2 separate regions of the Gossypium arboreum genome follow, and region 1 is linked to region 2. The links are chromatin contacts, called in public Hi-C maps. All regions are on one chromosome and are shown on one strand. The core of a region is the stretch at or near the end of the contact, and the rest is flanking DNA. Distances in the headings are between cores, read along the strand shown. Region 1 holds the start of LOC108454416. Region 2 holds the start of LOC108457077 (phosphoethanolamine N-methyltransferase 1-like).

Region 1 (6,843 bases), core at 967-3,466, 250 kb before region 2:
GATAAACAAGATATGAACTACAACGTATAGGTCACAACAAAATTTCATCAAATGGGTCAAAAAGACAAACCAGTGTGCCAAAACCATTTCACAAGTAAAGGGGAATGATGGATGACAGAAGTTACAACAGTAACATACAAATCAGAGAATTGGGGAAACTTTACAGACCCTCTTTTTTTTGATACACCCCTCTGCTTCAGCATCATCTTTTGCGGGAGAATAGAACCCAAAGCTTGAAGGTCGTTTCTGTCTGCTGGCAACGATAATTTTCCTCTTCCAATAGTCTGTGGTGTTAATTTCCTTGTCATCTAATTTCAACTAATCAGCCATACAACAGAACATAGGAACGGTATAATTAGCAAGATTACAGGATAAACCAAAATAAGAATTTTTTAGCAAAAGGAGCATGACTACTGAATATTAATAGAAATTCCACAACAAAAACATGTCATATGCATACATTTTCTGGATGACTGAAGTAGCTGAAAACTTGTGCGCGATGCCATCGAGCACAACATAGTGGATTCCCTTCCAGCCACAAGCTTTGTAGAAATGAGAGGCCCACAAGGAACTCCAACTCTGAAAAATTGGAAATAATATTGTAGGAGACATCAAGCCCTTCAAGTGACTTCAAATTCTCAATCCCACGCAATGTATTTAGAGCATTATTCCTCAAAACTAGTTTAACAACATGACAGCAGACCTGCATTTTTCAAAAACAATGGTGCATAGCTCCCTATATCAAACAGCATGCAAACTAAGAAATTATTAGGAGGAGTTTTTACCTAGGAAAAAAATATTCAAATGAATGTCTATAAGTAATTTAAACAGAGAAGTGTAATGGGAAATAACAAGGAAAGGCAAAATCAAAGCACTCAAGTAATGCGCATGAAAGTAACAACAAACACGAAACTCTGACGAAAATGAATGTTTAAATACGGACAATTGCACAATTACAAGCAAACAGGATAGGGAAGCAATAACGGGAAGCAATAACAATTGTAGTATGCAGAAAAATACATGCTAGAGAAGATGATACCCGCTATAAGCCCCATTTGATAAATCTTTCAGCATCAAATCAAAATCAAATGTCAAGTAAAAATCGGAGTTATTCCTACCTCACTAAATGATGAGATGGATCGCAGTTGATTGAATCCAAGGTCCAAGTGCTTCAACCTGGCACATTTTTGAAGATTATCCACTTTGGCAAAATTGTTTTGACTCAAATCAAGGGTTTCAACAGAGGGAAGAAGTTGCAACGACTCGTCCATTAGTAGCAGGCGATTGCATGCACACGATACAAAGGACAAGCGGTTCCACTGTGGACAGCCCTTTACCTCAGCAATTCTGCTGGCAAACACATGTCGCAAAGCATCCTACATATGTCAAAAATATTGATCAGTAGAAAAAAATTTGTGTAAAGTACCCATATATAATTAATAACTTTAAATGGTCCTTAGTTAGGAATTAGAAAATAGGGGAGGGAGATCTTATGATTTATAATCACAAAAACTGAATGAATGTCATTAATTCTTCCTCTTCTTCGAAAATAATGCAAACCACTCACGGTTGAATTATGACAAATAATTTTCTCCAAAGTATGTCTCAACTCAAGCAATCCCTTGGCTGCTGAGGTCGACAAATCACACCCTCTGAGTTCCAGAACCTTCAGTCTTCCAAACGGGAGCAACGAGAGCGGCGTGGGATCACGCACAGGAGGGAGCAAGGCAGATACCACCTTAAGAGTGGTTAGGAGGCGTAGTATCCGCCGAAGCTGCTCGAGCGCACGGTGGTCCCCAAGGTCCGAGACGTAGGCACGTAGATAGTCAACTGGAGCTCCCACTAGAAGTCTGTCGAGCTCCTGCAACGCTTGGAGCCGAGACTGCACGTAATGGAGCCCCGCCGTGTTGAGCTTCAGAACCTTAGTTCCATCAATCAAAGGCCCCGCTTGGTTGTCAACGAATTTGAACAGCTTCTCAAGGTAGCGACCCCTTGTGACGATCGCCATTGGCATCAAGTTTTAGAAAATCACCCACACCGTCATATTCCAAAGTTCATAAGTGAACAAAGAGTTTGAAGAATGCGAATGAAGGAAGGTTTGAAAGGAAGAAATGAATCACTAAATGATAAGGGGAATAGCAGGAAATAGAAAAGGACGGTTGTAGCCTACCTTGAGAATGATGAGGTGGTTCATTATGTTCTGGCTTTGGTTGGTTCGGGGGAAAAAGGTCAAATAATTGGGAAGTGAAATATGGTGCGTAGGGAAATAGAGACACCTGGCGCACATGCACACAACATGGGGAGTCCAATTCCAAACAACGTGATTGCATTGTCGGCTTCCTCCAAAATCCAAACAAATGCGGGGTCCACCCCAGATGTTTGTTTGCTCTTACTTGCAGTTGCCTCCTTGACAAGCACAATAGACCTTGCATGATTTGCATTTGCCATTTGCCGCCCCCATCTCTATCCTTGTTTTTGCCTAAATAGGGTTTTATTAAAGAGGAAAATATACTAATCTCTGTAGTTTTCGATAAATGAGAAATTAATTTCTCTATTTTTCAATTTTAAAATTCAGTTTCGAATGTTAAATATTATTAAAAAATTATTTTGAATCAAAATTATTTTTTTAACGAGAGCTCTTTCATGTTTAGACTCGACAAAATGATACTTTTACCCTTCAAGTGATTTTGGGGATATGTGAATGCACGTATTTCTCTCCATTTACTTCACCATGTAAAGGTTCATTTTTTTAAAATTCAAGATAAAAATATTGCAAAGCAATAAGAAAAGAAATTAAAATGCATAAATTTTACGTGAAAATTTTTTCGAGAAAAACCACGGGTAGAGAAAAAGAAAATTTATTAAAATTGAAAATCGAATGATATAAGAGGAATTTTCAACTATATCTATTTAAAGGTTAAAAAACCTTATTCTAATCAATGTCAAATATAAAAAGAGTAGTTCTACATTGGTTCTACTTATGTAATCAATATCAAATGGAAGAAAGTAATTTTATATGGATTCTACTTGTGCAACTTGATCCGTACAACAAATCATCTAGTTTTACCTTTATATTATTTCTTTAATAAGAATTTGGGTCACAACTTTAACAAGCTTCCTTCCCAAACATGTTATTAATGATTGTTTATCACAACGATGGTTGTGGAGACTGAAATTAATGTTTTATTACATTTTCCATAATGCATTATTATCTGTGCAAAAAAGGCGGATGAAAATGACTTGTTTCCTGTTAGAAACATAAGAACGATGTCTTTCTTTCTTTAAGAAAAATTCTTTAGTAGTGTTTATCAATTTGTAATCTTTATATTTCATTTTAACGAGTGATAGTAGGGAAAAAAAGAAGAGTGAAAACTAGTGCAATGGAAAATCAAACATATGATTGTGTTGAATCAATTTTTCAAAGGAGTTGTTCGGACGTTGACAACGAAGTAAGACAGACGTTGTATGATTTATTTGGACTCACTGATCATCATAGCATGTTGGAAGAAGAAAGTGAGTGTTCATTTAATGGTGGTGGAATTTGTAACACCTTTCACCTGTCTCGACGATCAGTACGTATGAGAGATGTCATCGAAGCATGTATGAAAAAGAAATTTTTATTTTTATTTAGGAGTGAAGTGTTTAAAATAATTGTATAAGACATTTAAAATATGTTTTAGACAAATTGAAATTTTTAAAAATAATTTAAAATTATTTAGAATTGATTCGTAGTTGATCAAAACTCAAAACGGCCCTCAGAAGGTCAAAACAACTTAAAATAGTGTAAGGTTGTAATAGTGTGGCGACGAGGTATTTATGACGTTGCAATGTAACTTACTGAGTAATGAAGTCATGACATGGAGAATGTGTAGTCGTAATGTTGCAAATTCGTGGTTGCAATGTAACTTACTGAGTACTGATACGTCTAAAATAAATAGGTTTTTCAAGCACCTTTTTATTTGTAATTTATGCAAATTTCGAGTAAATGGACAACTAATTGAGTGATTTTAGTTCATATTCAAACATTGGGAATAATTTTAGTAAATTGTGTAATTTTATGAAATTTAGTATTAATTTTACATAATTTTGCTATTTTATGCTTCATGTTAATTACTTAGTTTGTTGCAATTAGATTACTGAATTAGTTAATGTGGGATTCAATAAAAACATACATACATGTGAGATAAAATTCACCTCATTTGGACAGTTAGATGATGAATTAGGCTCAGAAATATTGCTTTGACCTAACTTGAAGATGGTTGCTAAAGAGAATTAAATTGTTTCGTAATTGGGTTACTAAAACTTCCCAACAAGGGGGAAGAGAAGCCCAAATTCGGCAGGACACCAAGAGCTGCCAAAATTAGCTTCGGATTAATTAAATTGAAGGCCCCTACATCAGTGAAAAAAAATCACAAATCAACCCCCAACTTAAAGCTTGATTGTTGTCCAATTCATGCCATGAATCAAGGGAGAATCAGTCACCAAATCAAGTAACCAACAACCTCCCATCCCATTTTTCATGGCCGACCAAGTAAGGGATCAAACCAAAGGATCTCCATGTTATTTTTAGCAAACTTCCAAGCCATTCCTCTATTATAAATACCATCTCCCATCTCCCATTTCAATCATCCTACAGATCCCTTAACTCTCATCTTTCTTTTATGTTTTTCCCTCTCTTCCATGCATAAGCCATTCATTTCCCCACTTCCCTTTAACTAGCATTTTCCTTGAGAAAAACTCTTTTGACTGGCCACCTTAAGGAGCAGTTTGCAAAGGAACAATCACGAGAATTGGAGAAAGCGACCACGATCAGTCTTCGGAGAATCACCAAAATCATCAAGAGTACTTTCTTCCTTATTCTTTATTTTTGTTCTTGGTTATTCAAATATGTTTGCAAATTGTTTAATTTTTTTCCATTAACGACGATGTCTTAATTTTGTTTTAGCTGGAATGATTGCAATAGTTTGATAACATTCATTCGATTCATGTTTATGATGTTTTGTGCCTCAATTGTTCATGCTTCTAATTAAAATCATTTATGTATTTCATGCATTAAAAAAAGTTTGGATGCATTAGAATTAGTTGATCAATCCTGACCAGATGGCAATTAATGGACACGATAATTGGAAGGTGTATGATTAATTTAGATCTTGATCCGATTAAATTAAAGGTTCGTAATAACTCTGGGAGAGCTCTATTACCTTGCATAACTTTAAATTGTTTCAAACTTTATCTGTCCTTATTACTTCACATAAATTCTAAGGAATCCTTAGTTAATATACATGTTTTTCTAAGTATAAGACTTCAAAAGAACTTATATTAGATTCCAAGTTAATGAATGATTGGGTTGTAATGGAATTTTTTTCGGAACATTGTTAAACATGATGAGAATGAATTGAGTCAAGTGTTGTAATTATTCTAGCTTATTCATGTTATTGTTGTTAAACTTGTGAAATTGCTGCTAAACCATCACCTTACATTTTATTTCATCTCATTTGCATTTAGGTTAATTTGCAATCTAGTTAATTAATTTAATTTTAACATCTATCACCGTAAATGGTTTTGTTTTCTTCACCAACTTTTAAATTAATAATTTTACAATTATTTGATAAATAGATACAGTCTGTAACGCCCCTTACCCGTGTTCTATGTTGGAACAGGGTACGAGACATTACTGGAACATAACACATGCAATCGTACGAAACCATGACATAGATTTTTTTATCCAAGTTAAAACAATTCAATTTTCATACTTATTCATGCATCATCATACCTTTTGAACGATACTAATTAATACCAATGGTCATATACAAAATGAGCTATCAAATATTGAAGGCCAACATTTTAGGCCAAATTAATTATGACATAAAACAAAATAACCAAGTCATCTATACATGCCATAATCCAAAATATTGTTTTCAAAATACCAAAAAGTATTGATAGTGTGGATGGATCTCCGACGATCTCTGAATCCCGAGCTAGCTTGGTGATACTATAAGACAAAGAAAAGAAAAGAGAGTAAACATAAAGCTTAGTAAGTAAGTATGTAAATAATAAACGATTTATCAACATATTTCTCAATATAAAACAATCATAATAGTATATATACACATGTTCAGGTCAAGCTGTTTTCTTGAGTCACAGTCACTAAATTATTTATATCCGGAGCTACGGAACTCCAAATTAAGATCCGCCAATTCTAAGAATTTTTGGTCTAGCCAATAAATACATTTTATTCTTTAAAGTCACCCATGTTTCGCTGTCCAATAGTTCCGACCCCTCTGCACTAAAATTAATTATCTCTTCGTAAAAGATTTGGATAATGTTCTCGTTTGTTTTTTTTCAAAAATAGACTCATTAAAGATTTTAAGAATATAAATTATAACCCATAATTATATTTGTACAATTTTTAATGATTTTTCCAAGTCAAAATAGGGGATTTTGAAATCATTCTAACCTTGTCTGACAAAATTTCAAATATATCATAATATGAAATTATTTTGCTTACACTATTTCCTTTATATGAAAATAGACTTAATAAGATTTAATTTTATATCTTATTCACCTCTAATTCGATTTCCACGATTTTTGGTGATTTTTCAAAGTTACACAACTGCTACTGTTCAAAACTGTTTTATTACAAATTTCACTCTTACATAATTTCACTTACTCCATTCCATCTTGCCGAAAGTTCGCTCAACTATCGAGCACATTGCTCATAAATTTCCACAAACATATACCTGCACTTATTAATCATATAGTCATGTTCACATGTATTTTCACTTAGTCAATTTCCCGTTGAACTCATCGGAATAATAACAGATACACGGTTGCCTGCACATA
Region 2 (6,980 bases), core at 2,363-4,862:
CATGACACTAGTATGTAGAACTCAACTTTTGTACTTTTTACGATTTAGTCTTTTTGACTAAATTAAGTGCCCGTATGTCAAAATTTTCGAACGAAATTTTCACTAAATTATTCCGTGAAATCGTAGACCATAAAAATATAATAAAAATAAAATTTTCACCGTCAGATTTGTGGTTCTGAAACCGTTGTTCCGACTAGGCCCAAAATCAAAGTGTTACATGCTATTCAAACCAAATTCACTATCGAGTTTTTCTTTACTCGACAGATGACCCTTTACATCTTCGAATGAGAGATTATCTCTGTCATAAAACAGGTTTCCCTGAAAAACTTGTATGAAGGGGGTAAAGAGCACAATAATAGCATAGTCTGATCTTCATTATTAATTTGAATCTTAACATTTTTTAAATCATTCAAAAGAATATTAAATTGAATGATGTGATCTCTAAGGTGCTCACCTTCATTCATGCGGAACATGCACAACCACTGTTTCAACACTAATCGGTTAGTTAGAGACTTTTTCACGTAAAGGGTTTCTAACATTTTCCATAGGGTGAATGTCGTTTTCTCCATCAAAACCTCCTGCAACACATTATTTGTTAGACATAATTGAATCCTGGATAGAACCTTTTTATCTAACCTATCCTGTTCTGATTTATTCATGTCTTTAAGCTTCTTCTCTATAAGGACCTTCTCAAGATCGCCTTGAATCAAAATTCTTGTTATCTGAACTTGCCACAGATTAAAATTTGTGATGTCATTGATCTTATCAATATCAAACCTTATTGTTGCCATCTCTGAACAGGTTGATTACGAAAATCAAATTAGCTCTGATACCAGTTTGTTGGGGATCAACTCGGTTAATTAACAAACAAGTAAAATAACAAAGAAATAAAAAAAGATTGAACACAAATATTTTACGTGGAAAAACCCCTTCGAAGAGGATAAAAAATCACGGGTAAAGATAATTTTACTAAAATGGAAAAAACAAAGAGTACAGAAGATAGAGATAAGCTAAATAGAGATAAGCTAAACCTTGAAACCGAAAATTAAAACCCTTAAAACATAAACACAAAATTCTCTAAAAGCTTGTAAAAGCTAATACCTAAATATGTAATTGGTTTTTTCTAAGGTGGAAAAAAGGTCTAGTTATAGGCTAAATTTATAGGTCAAATAATATTAAAATAACCTACACTAATAAGAGTTTAAAAGGAAAACTAATATTAAAAAAAAAACTACACTAATTGGAGTTTAAGTGAAAAACTAAACACATAGTTTAATTGGGAGAGGAAAAGCCAAAAAGTACAAGGCATAACTCCACATGGTGTAAGCATGAATCATCAACCTTGTCAAATAGAATGTCAGTTATTAAAACGATATCTTTGAGCGCAATGGCCACTTCCTCGTAAGGAAAATGAAATGTAAAAGTTTCTGCCATCTATATTTCCCTCAAGGTGGCAACCAAATCCAGAATGACATTCAATTTTGCCATCATAGATGCAACATATAAACTAGAATCCTTAAGGTGTTATCAAATATGATGATTGAGCTCCATAAACTATAAATTGTAATTGATTCGAAGAACTAGGTCCAGTAAAAATTAAAGAAAATCACAAAAATAAATAAATTTTTCATAAATATATTAAAATTTTATATCATAAAAAAAAACCCAATTAAAAGTTACCCAGTCAATTATTGAACAATTGAGGAGACAATAGGTTGCCATGTATGGAAAGCAATCATTTGTTTCTTTAAACCAGAAAATTGGTGTGTGTGTTCCAAATTTCATTTCAAAAATAAACCTTACTGGCAAACAAGTTTCCAAGGATTAATAACACATTCACGCGGAAATTCGAACCCATTTAAAAGAAACTTTTGATAAATATATAGAGGTTGGACGTGGGGTCTATTTCATGTTATTTTCATTCGCAACACCTGTCCCAAAGCTTAACCATTTGTTCACTTGGAAATTGGAATTCATGTGATATTTGAGAGGATTATATTTAAAATTTAAACTCAAAATAAAAATTGTGGTGCATATTTAAAGTAGACTCAGCATTCAGCACAATAATTCTTTTTAATTGATTATCCCCTATTTTAATATTACTAAGAGAAATAAATCTTTTTCTATGTTTTTAATTTAAATTTATAACACAACAATTTATTAAAAATACAATCTCTTTTATTTATTTAAAACAAACTTTATTTATATAGGTATATTTATGTTGGTCTAATTTATAAGCTTAAAATTTTGTTTAAATAGCATAAATTTGTAAATAATTAATACAAATTCGTTTTAAATATATTTATATATTTTAATTTTTATAAAAATATAATATTTTAATTTAATATTTAATATTTAATATTTAATATAATTTTTATCAAAAATATTAAATATAAAAGCTTAACATATATTTTTTAATATTTACAGTACAATATCGTCATATATTATTATAAATTAATTTCATGTAGTACATAAATATATGAAAATTTAGAAAGAGATTCATCAATACGGGTGTAAAACTATGCAAAATTAAAGTTATTCAAACGTGTTTGTGTATATATATATTGTTTAAACACATAGTTTGAAACTAATATTTTCATCCAAACTCTACCCTTATCGAATGAAATTTTGGACAGATGACACTATTAAGCTATTTTACTGCTTGATTTGTCGTCACACTTTGACCATTTGTGGAGTTAAAATTTATTTGGTATTTGAGAGAATTTGATTGAGTTAGAAAAATAAAATTTTAATCACATTGTATTCATGTAATGTATCATATGATTGAAAAAATAAACATGTTAAATTAAAAATTTTGATGAAACTACCAACAACAATAATAATTAGATTAGAATTTTTAAATTGAAAATAAAAAAATTAAAATTTTAACTTTTAAACTAAAATCTCAATTTTATACAAATTTAAGTACTAAGAGCACATTTTAACCCAAATTAAAAGTAAAATGAGCTTTTTAAGCATAATAAATTCTTTTATACCATCTCTAAACTAATTATAGGCTTTAGCTAATGAAGTCTTGGTTCAATTGGCAAAGGCGAAGCCCTTGAGCTTTGATTATTCTAGTTTGAGACTAATCATTTGCAATTATATGCATGAATCTCGAAGTTCCACTATGTGCAACTATCATGAGTTTAATTTAATTTGTTAACTATGCCAATTCTTAATATGATTGTAAAGTAATAGTTTAATTTTATTTTGTGATTGACAAAATATCTTACATATATTTTTATAATATTTATACCACTTAAAAAAACTATAAAATTTAAATCTTAAAACGAGATATTAGGAGCTTAAGCTTTTTTAACAAAAAAATGATATTAATAAAATTTTGAACACTATGGAGATAATAAGTTTTTTAAGAAAAAATTGATTGAGTCAGTTTACATTTGTGGCAATGGATTCAGTGTTAGTAATATATATATATTAAGCAAAATTAATACAGTTGAATGTAAATAAATTTGGATTCGGTTATACAAATCAGTATTTTTACGATTTTCTGATATTGATTTGATTTGATTTGTTTTGTCGTCTACCTAAACAGGCCTTAGATTTGTTAACATAATGCATTGATCCGACCCGACCCAAATTATAATCAGGTCTAGCATTTCCCCAGCCCTTACTCTATAAAAGGCGAGATGAAGCATTCTCAGTTTCCCGCACCAGAAGCAGTAGAAATTGGCAATTGCTGTGTGTGAGAGAGAGAGTGAGAGTAATAGTAGTATCAATAATTTGGCTTAGGTTGCATCTCTGTGTCTGATGCAACAGAGAGGAAGGACTAACAACCGTAGATCAAGGTCTTTCTCCAGATCTCGGCTTGCTGTCGAAGGATTTTAGTTCCCCTTTTCACTCCCCATTAAAAAATAAAAAAAATATCTTAAAAAAAAATCAATTCCTCTCAGAGCTCACTAGAGATCTTCTCTGTTAACCATGGCGGCTAACGGTGAGATCTCCACCTTCATATTGATCATTTCTTGCGTTGTTTTTTTCAACTTAGAACCAAAGGACAATTGGAATGGATTGACATTGTTTAATCAACATTTGCGAACCCACACATGGATCTCTCATCGACCTTTAACTAATATTTAAGAAGAAAATTTAAAATTTGATTGTTCTGTAAATTATATATAGGATTTGTAGGAGATGAACGCAAAGTTCAAAAGAATTACTGGATTGAACACTCGGTTGATCTTACGGTGGAGGCTATGATGCTCGACTCCAAAGCCGCTGATATTGACAAAGAAGAACGTCCCGAAGTAATATTTCCTTTCTTCCTTCCTTTTTGTTTTCTGCATTGTTTATTTTTTTCTTCATTAAGTTAATTTAACAAGTTCATTTTTAACTATATTTACAGTTTTAAATTTATTTCCTTTTTGGCTTTCATATTTAAGTAAAAATTGTTTATCTATTAATATCTTCAGTTGTTATCATGAAACCATAGTTTAATGAGCATTTATGCTTATTATTGCCTTTTAATTGTTGCTGCTGTTCTTTTGTACTTAATTTTAAACTTCAGTTGTTATTTAGATTCCTAAATTTCATTGTTGATATTTGCAGGTGCTCTCCTTACTCCCACCGTATGAAGGGAAAACCATTTTGGAACTAGGAGCTGGCATTGGTCGATTTACTGGTGACTTAGCTAAGAAGGCTGGTCATGTTATAGCATTAGACTTCATTGAGAATGTTATAAAGAAGGTCATTGAAACTCAACCTGACAGAAAATTTTTAGTTTGCTAATTAATAAGGGACTTGACTGGATTTCATTAATTGCAGAATGAAACCATCAATGGGCATTATAAGAACGTCAAATTCCTCTGTGCGGATGTCACTTCCCCTGATTTGGCTTTTACAGAAGGATCATTGGACTTGATTTTCTCAAACTGGCTGTTGATGTATCTCTCAGATAAAGAGGTGATTTTTGTTGCTTCTTCTTCAATAACATGGAAAAAAAAAAAAAAGAGAGTTCTTAGGGGCAAATTAGCTATTGATTTCAATTTTTTTTTACTTGCTGAATTCGGCTACCCCATTTTTGGCTTTCAAATTTCTAATAAAGCATATTTTTGAGTATATCTGTCTGAAAGTATTATTAAATGCAGGTTGAGAATTTGGCCGAAAGGATGCTCAAGTGGTTGAAGGTTGGTGGGCATATTTTCTTCAGGGAGTCTTGCTTTCATCAATCTGGTGATTGCAAGAGAAAGAACAACCCAACTCACTATCGCGAGCCCAGATTTTACACTAAGGTTTTACTTGAACTTATCTTTGATTAGATGTCATGTGACCTGAGGACTGAAATATGTATGAAACAAAGTGATCTAATCTTTCTTTCATATTCAAACATACGTTTTTCATGTATTATAACACAGGTCTTTAAAGAATGCCAAGCAACTGATGATTCTGGAAATTCATTTGAACTTTCTCTTGTTGGCTGCAAGTGCATTGGAGCTTATGTTAAGAACAAAAAGAATCAGAATCAGGCAACAGAAAATGATCTCATTGATTAGTATATATATTTTGTTGTTGAATTTTAAATTTACTGACAAGGTGCAACATATTGTTTGCATATTCAGATTTGCTGGATCTTCCAAAAAGTTGTTTCAGATAATGATAAGGGATTCCAGCGCTTCTTGGATTCTGTTCAGTACAAATCTAATAGCATTCTCCGTTATGAGCGTGTCTTTGGACCAGGATATGTGAGCACAGGAGGAATTGGTATCCTTCTTCAACGAAATGTTTTTATTTGTTCTACATCTTTTATTAAAGGAATTTGTTACACATAAGTACAGAAATAGGGAAGGAAAGATGAAACATGCATGTTAAACAGTAAAATTTTCTCACTTACTGTATTAAATTTTAATACCACATACCGGGATTTGTATACCAAGTAGCAGAAATGGTTTTGGAGTAGAAATTTCATCTTTTCCAGTGTAATATCTGAACCTCAAAACTACTGAGATTATAGAGGGTATCCGCTGCATTTGTAACTTCCTCTTAGGCTTCACCCTTTGTCATAGTTTCTCTTATTTAGTTAGTTCTATCGCATCAGCATCCCCCTTATATGAACTTGTTTTTGAGCAGAAACAACAAAAGAATTTGTGGGGAAGTTAGATCTTAAGCCTGGCCAAAAGGTCCTAGATGTTGGCTGTGGCATTGGTGGAGGTGACATTTATATGGCTGAGGAATTTGATGTTCATGTTGTGGGCATCGACCTCTCTGTAAACATGATATCCTTTGCTCTTGAACGAGCTACTGGACTGAAATGCTCAGTGGAATTTGAAGTTGCTGATTGCACCAAGAAGGTTTATCCGGACAACAGTTTTGATGTTATCTACAGCCGTGACACTATTCTACACATTCATGTAAGAGGACTAGATAACAAATAAGAAAGTTTTCCTTTTAAAGTGATTTAAAGATTTAGAAGTTGAGCATAGGCATCAAAATAAGAATGGAAGTTGCTATTTGAAAAACCATAAATCATTTGGGCTTTTCTCGATCCACTTTGTTATTCTCATATTTTTGCATCAAAAATCGACTTTCAGGACAAACCTGCACTGTTTAGATCTTTCTACAAATGGTTGAAGCCAGGAGGCAAACTCCTCATAAGTGATTACTGCAAAAGTTCCAAGACTCCATCCAGGGAGTTTGCTGAGTATATCAAGCAGAGAGGCTATGATCTTCATGATGTAAAATCATATGGACAGGTATATTCAAATTAATAATCATTTGCTGTTTCCATTTCATACACTTGTTGATCTGCCTTGTGTTATTGTTTGCAGATGCTTGAGGATGCTGGTTTTGATGTGATTCTTGCAGAGGATCGAACCGATCAGGTTCAGATAAGACTATCAAATTGATTTTTAGTTAGTCATGTTTTTGAATATGGTTATGAAAGGCTAATGGAATGTTGTTGTGGTGGTGGTTTTAGTTCTTACAAGTTCTGCGGCGTGAATTGAACCAAGTGGAGAAAG

What was found. A called contact is a pair of places that touch in the nucleus more often than the background predicts.
Region 1: a Hi-C map of leaf shows a contact between it and region 2, with 4 times the contacts expected there. The contact joins the promoter of LOC108454416 here to the promoter of LOC108457077 in region 2. A contact is called at or near these places in 3 of 5 Hi-C or Micro-C datasets (all in leaf).

Annotation. Positions count from the first base shown.
Region 1 is chr3:67,894,873-67,901,715 of ASM2569848v2, reverse strand. It overlaps LOC108454416, which reads right to left and starts at 2,216. Exons shown (of 7, transcript XM_053025735.1): 1 at 1,568-2,216; 2 at 1,119-1,376; 3 at 461-703; 4 at 169-318. The coding sequence starts at 2,014.
Region 2 is chr3:67,646,741-67,653,720 of ASM2569848v2, reverse strand. LOC108457077 (phosphoethanolamine N-methyltransferase 1-like) reads left to right here and starts at 3,612. Exons shown (of 12, transcript XM_017755899.2): 1 at 3,612-3,958; 2 at 4,147-4,271; 3 at 4,573-4,710; 4 at 4,789-4,926; 5 at 5,112-5,255; 6 at 5,379-5,489; 7 at 5,583-5,724; 8 at 6,091-6,371; 9 at 6,552-6,713; 10 at 6,789-6,842; 11 at 6,938-6,980. The coding sequence starts at 3,946.